Linked DNA regions of Hordeum vulgare: region 2 is linked to region 1. Evidence: chromatin contacts called from public Hi-C data. All regions are on one chromosome and are shown on one strand. The core of a region is the stretch at or near the end of the contact, and the rest is flanking DNA. Distances in the headings are between cores, read along the strand shown. Region 1 holds the start of LOC123411230 (E3 ubiquitin-protein ligase RLIM-like). Region 2 has its middle 140 kb from the start of LOC123407235.

Evidence for each region. A called contact is a pair of places that touch in the nucleus more often than the background predicts.
Region 2: a Hi-C map of leaf shows a contact between it and region 1, with 2.4 times the contacts expected there. The contact joins the enhancer-like site here to the promoter of LOC123411230 in region 1. A contact is called at or near these places in 2 of 6 Hi-C or Micro-C datasets (leaf and seedling).

Annotation. Positions count from the first base shown.
Region 1 is chr7H:573,323,316-573,326,358 of MorexV3_pseudomolecules_assembly, forward strand. It overlaps LOC123411230 (E3 ubiquitin-protein ligase RLIM-like), which reads right to left and starts at 1,707. Exons shown (of 6, transcript XM_045104168.1): 1 at 1,587-1,707; 2 at 1-451. The coding sequence starts at 431.
Region 2 is chr7H:573,581,622-573,584,321 of MorexV3_pseudomolecules_assembly, forward strand. No RefSeq gene overlaps it. Among protein-coding and RNA genes, the nearest start is that of LOC123407235, 140 kb to the right of the region's middle. Within about 2 kb of position 1,405, at least 3 of the 3 cell types and tissues checked have open chromatin away from gene starts, as enhancers often do. A contact at or near this core is called in leaf and seedling, where this site is marked.

The DNA of each region.
Region 1 (3,043 bases), core at 457-2,956:
GTTGATGTGGACGATGATTCTTCCGACTCAACCTGCTGAGCACATGGATGCCCATCCTCCTCATCAGCAATAGCTTTCTTGCTACTCTGCAGACGGTTGACAACAGTTCTTCTGTTACTACTTTCAGCATTGTTAAACTGTGCCGACAATGGGCGCCTTAGCTTTTCCTCGTAATTCTTTCTGACATGAGCTTTTGAAGAGCTTGCAGATACGGACTTCGATCCTGATGAATTGAAAGATTCACGCAAATATCCCGGCTTTTCCTTATTGCCAGCCCATGTTGCTTTTGCGGGGTTGAGCTTTGTGGTGTTCCCTGGCTTATTCTGGAACTGATTCGGTCTCTCCTCATTGCTTTGATTTCTCAAGGAGACACCAGAACCCCTTCTTAGAAGGCCAACTGTTGTGGTGGATCTACTAGCGTTCTCCTCCATGGAAAACTCGTGTTACACTTCTGCAGCCACAATGCAATGGAAGTTACGAACTAATGTTGAGACAAACAGTCAGAAAGGTAACCTCAAATATGTAAATCCGCGTGTAGAAATGGTACAGTTCACGCAAGAAAACGGGAAGAAGGTAATGATACCAATCTCCAATAGCACCAAACAATCCAACTTTGCACCTACTGTTAGTTAAGAACATTTAACTCCACTCCAAGGAAGCTATATCCACCTATGTTTATGAAATTACATCAAATGACTACGTTGCAGCGGCTCTACAAGTTAACCGGCCGCTCTTCAGTTTTTTCATTTTAAGCAAAGCTCACAAAAAATATATTGGAAAATATTTCCTAAAACGTAATCAATAGATTTTTGCAACAGAACTGGAACAAAATAAGACACCCTGTTCATTATCCTATCTGCATCTTGGCCATCATCTGTTCATTATCGCGAAACCAATTGGAATTAGCAGTTGAATGACAATGACTTGATCGAAAGCTCCATATAACAGTTTAGATTGTGATACAGTGATGCCGAATTTCCTGCTTCAAACAAAGAAGGGACAGTTTGGGACCACCCATACAATATAAAAACACTTGGGGGTCCTGGATAACTATATCATGCGCAAACATCATTTCTACCACATAGTAATTTATTCCAAGATAGATACACAAACAGGAAAAAACTGCCGATCGATTTACAGAAACAGAGAAATGCTTGCAGAAAACCCAAATCACATAGAGAAAACCAAAAGCAACCAAGTTTCCTCTGCCTTCTGGATCATAAACGCACACAGATTGCTGCACAATATGCATAACCTCTGGAACTACAACGATCATCGACGCAACCATGTACTAGCAGCGGGAGGCTACAGATGGAGGGCGGGGAAACGAAATCGACGGGGGAATCAACGAATCCGAAGTCCAAACGATCGACAGCGCCCACATCGAAGGAGGTGAACGTCGCAGGCTGGAGACCCTCTCATCTCATCTCCTCCTAAACAAAATCCCCACGCTAACACTAACAGAAACGAAACGAAGGCAGGGAAGGAAACGATCGAGGGAACGGAGGTTTCCGAGCCCGTCCGCTTCCCCCCTCTATCTAATCGAAGGCACGCACGCGGAGCGCGCATCCATATCCATTTCGTACCTCCTCCTCCTCCTCGGACCGGCGGCGGCGGCGGCGACCCCTTTCTTTTCTTTTCTTTGTCCTGGTTTCCTCCTCCCGACGCGGAATGGAAACGGAGGAGACGGCGTGCGGTCCGGACGGGGAGGATTTGGTCAGATCCGAGGCCATTTATTTAGCAGCTGGCCGTAGCGGGTCGGGCGCGCGGTGGCCTTTAGCGGAGCCCCGTCGCGGCCACGTGGCGCGACGACCCGTGCGCGGGTCAGTGGTGGCGCGCACGCGGAACGGAACCGGGTGCGGGTGCGTCTGCGTCGTGGTGCGCGTGCGTGCTTGACCTGCGCGCACGGGGGCTGGCGCCGCCGGTTTTTGTGAAAGGAAAACTGAGCTCCTGTGTATTGTATCTTCAACAAAAGGATGACATGGGGGTTCTGGACGATTGGTTTTGATCGGGTATGTTAATGTGCTGCTATCTCATCTGGTTTATTAGCATTTAGTAGTGCAAAACGTATGTTGGAAGGAAGGTTAATTATGGTGAGCCATTTTCTTTGCTTTCGCTAATTTAGCTGGTTCAATACAAAATTCAAGAAAGGATGTGCGTGATGTACACGGCGTAGGGCACCCGGTTCCGGGCTTCATGGTGAGAACCTATGTCCGATTCGAGTTTGTTATACCTCACAACGAGGATGTTTTTTTAGTGTATGAAATATGCTTAGACTGATTTTTCAGGGTAAGATCTGGATTCCGACCTTTATGGTTGGATCTGGTGACAGTGGCGCGTGGACGTCATCTCTTTTCCGAAGGCGTTGTTGTTGATGAACGTCGTTGTTCGTGTGGTCTATTATGAAATGGTTGGGGATATCCGTCGCAAGGTCTATCCACCGAAGAAGGTCCTAGGTTCCTCTTGCGCCAAGACGAAGATCTGCAAGATGCCCGTACTTCTGATCTAGCCGGAGTGGCGGGTTTCGGAACTCTCCGTCGGCGATGTGTGTGTTATGCCTCGAGATTGCTGGATTGGGTGGAATTCGATCGTGCCCATTGATTCTCCATTAAGGAGAAAGAGGCACGAAGCTCTGCTATTTGTTTCTATCAAGAGATACTTTCCTCTATGGTGATGTCAAAGGCGGAGAATGTCAGAAAAAACGAGATTGAAGGACTAGTAATGGTGATTGTAGCCTACGCCATTGAGGAATTTGCTTGGAGTTTCGGAATTTGTAAGAGTGGTATGTAAGTGGGGGCGACATCACTCGTGAAGTTCAAGGTCCTACTTTTCATGGTGAAAATCTAAGGTCTCGCATTGGCCTTGTTGAAGACATTGTTTTGAGAGTGGGGATTATCTCCAGGGTGAAAGCCCAAGATTTACGATCGGGCGACGACGGTGCTAGTGCACTGTTTTCTTCTTGGAGGCGTCGTTTTTGAAGTACTTGGACGTCAGGTGTTGTCTTGGTGGTGGTTGTGCTGCTGCTGCAACTACTGAATCTTTG
Region 2 (2,700 bases), core at 155-2,654, 260 kb after region 1:
GTTTGTAGGGGCAAGGAGATCGCCTACTTCGTGAAGATCTGTCGTGAGTGAGGCTAGTCCTGTGTGGACGTAAGCCATGGTGGAATAGACAAGGACGCTTCTTCGTGGACCCCTTGTGGGTGGAGCCCTCCATGGACTCTCGCGGTCGTTACCCTCTGTGTGTTGAAGTCTCCACTAACATGGGCGTACGATAGCACCACTTATTGGAACCACGCCAAAAATCGTCGTGTCTTCTTTGCGTTTGATCTTCCTAAACTCTACTCCTTACTACATATGCAATGTCTTTACTTTTCACTATCATATTTGTTGACTAGCATGTGTAGGGTGCACTAGACTTGTTAGTAATGCTAAAACTCTGTCAACCACTAAAATTGGGAAAAGGCTAGGATTTTAATTTATGCAAGTAGTTTATTCACACCCCCCCCCCCCCGCCCCCCGCCCCTCTAGACACCCCTTCTATTGATCCGACGGCAAGGGTGACGGCTGGCAGCTGGCGAGCCCGATGCAACTGGAGCGAGCGAGCCCAGGGCGGCCAAAACCGACGAGCCCGACACCCAGCGACGGGGCCAACAAGGAGATGAAGGGTGGTGATGGAGCTTTCCCGGTGGGGAAGAGCCGCGACGGGCGGTGTAGGGTCACGGGTGAGCGTGTGGTCAACGATCGTGAGGGACCGTCGCATCGCGAGGCCACCAGGTCAGTGTAGAGGCCCCGATCATGTGGTTAACTAGTGTGTATGACGTTCGTAAATGGGCCGGCTCATCTAAGCGCTGGTTGACGATTTTTTTTTTAAATGTGAACTTTATAAAATATTGATGATTTTTTTTAAATTTCAACGTATATTTTTAAGGTTGATGAACTTTTCTTTGAAAATTGGTGAACTTTTTCTTAAATATTAAATTTCTAGGAATTGTTTTGAATATCGATGAACTTGTTGAAATTTGATGAACATATTTTTGAAAATAGATGAAATTTTATCAAAATAGATGAACATTTTAAAGGTTTATGAACTTTTTCAGTTCAATGAACTTTTTTAAGAAATATATGAAGTTGTTTTGAATTTCTATGAACTTTCGTTCAAATATAATGAATTTTCTAAAAGTTTAACGAGCTTTTTCCAAATTGTACGAACTTTTTCCAATTTCAATGAACTTTTTTTAAATAGATGAACTTTTTTTAAAGATATGAACTCTTGATCAAATGGATGAACCTTTTACTTTAAAGTTGTAAACTTTTTTATTTTTATTTTTATTTTAATAACAAATAGAAAATCTGGGTGTATTTTTCTACTAGATCAACATAAAAAAAACAGATTAAAAAAACTGCAGAACACGCTAGTGGGCACGACTATGCTAGTGATGGTACACGCGTCGGATTGTTAACGGACGTTTTCAGCGCTGCATTGGAGAAAAGCCTATTTGCCACTTGCTGTGTGAAAGTGTCGGTGCTTCGTACACATGAGGGACCGAGCACCGCCGTAAGGATCGGCCCTTTTTAAGTGTTCGAATGCACCGATTTTTATAATATTCTAGAGATTCCTAGCTTTTTTTGGTTTTTGGAAACTTCTATAAGGTTTCCGGAATTGGTTTCCTTTTTTATATTTTCTGTTTATTTTTCTTATTTTTCTTTTCTCTCCCATTTGTATTCTTTTTCCCTTTTCTATTTTTAAATCTTTTATTTTTGTCAAGTTTATTTTCTAACAAATGTTTCACAGTTTGAAATTTTGTTCTTTTTTAAAATAAAATAAAAAAATCACAATTCAAAATATGTTCAAGGCTTTATAATTTGTTCGAGGTTTCAAAATTTCTTCACAACTTCAAAATTTTGTTCACAAATTTAAAATGTCTTCATGTTTCAAAATTCATTCACAATTCAAAAAATGTTTACGGTTTCAAAAAAAAATCACAACACGAAAAATGTTCATTATTTTATAAAAAAAATTCCGAATTTGAATTTTGTTCATGTTTAAAAATTTGTTCACATTTCAAAAAATGTTTATGATTTCAAGATTTGCTCACAAATTGAAAAATGTTCATAATTTTACAATTTTGTTCACGAATTTGAAATTTGTTCATGTTTCAAAAAAAATAAAATTCGAAAAATGTTCTTGGTTTAAAAATTTGTTCAGTATTTTTAAAAATGTTCATAATTTTACAATTTAGTCAAAAATTCCGTTAAAATAATATCCAAATTTGTGTTCTTATGTTTTGAAAAATGTTCATATTTTTCAAAAAATGTTCATATATTTCAAAAAATGTTCACATTTTCAACATAATTTTCAAAATTTGAGAAAATGCTCATATTTCTGTAAAATGGTCGTGCTTTTCAGAAGAAGTTCCTGCTTCCAAAAATTGTTATTGTTTTCATTTTGTAGGATTTGCAAATAATGTTTGTGTTTCTAAAATAGTTTGCAAATTTAGAGAAATGAAATTTTTTCTAAAAGTTATTCATGATTTTCGAACGTATGGCCGTTTTTCTTAAATTGTTCATGGTATCCCCTATTTACCGCTCTTTGCAGCAAATGGTCGGGCAAACGCACAGAACTGGGTGGCGGAGGATTCCATTTGCTGGCCCATTTAGCACTTCAGTGATCCTGGTTCTGGGAACCTTCTAAGGTTTTTCATGGTTTTCTTGTTCAGTTTTGGAAAACTTCTAGAAGGTTCCTGAACCGGTTTTTCCATTTTCTCTTTTTCTTTCTGTTTT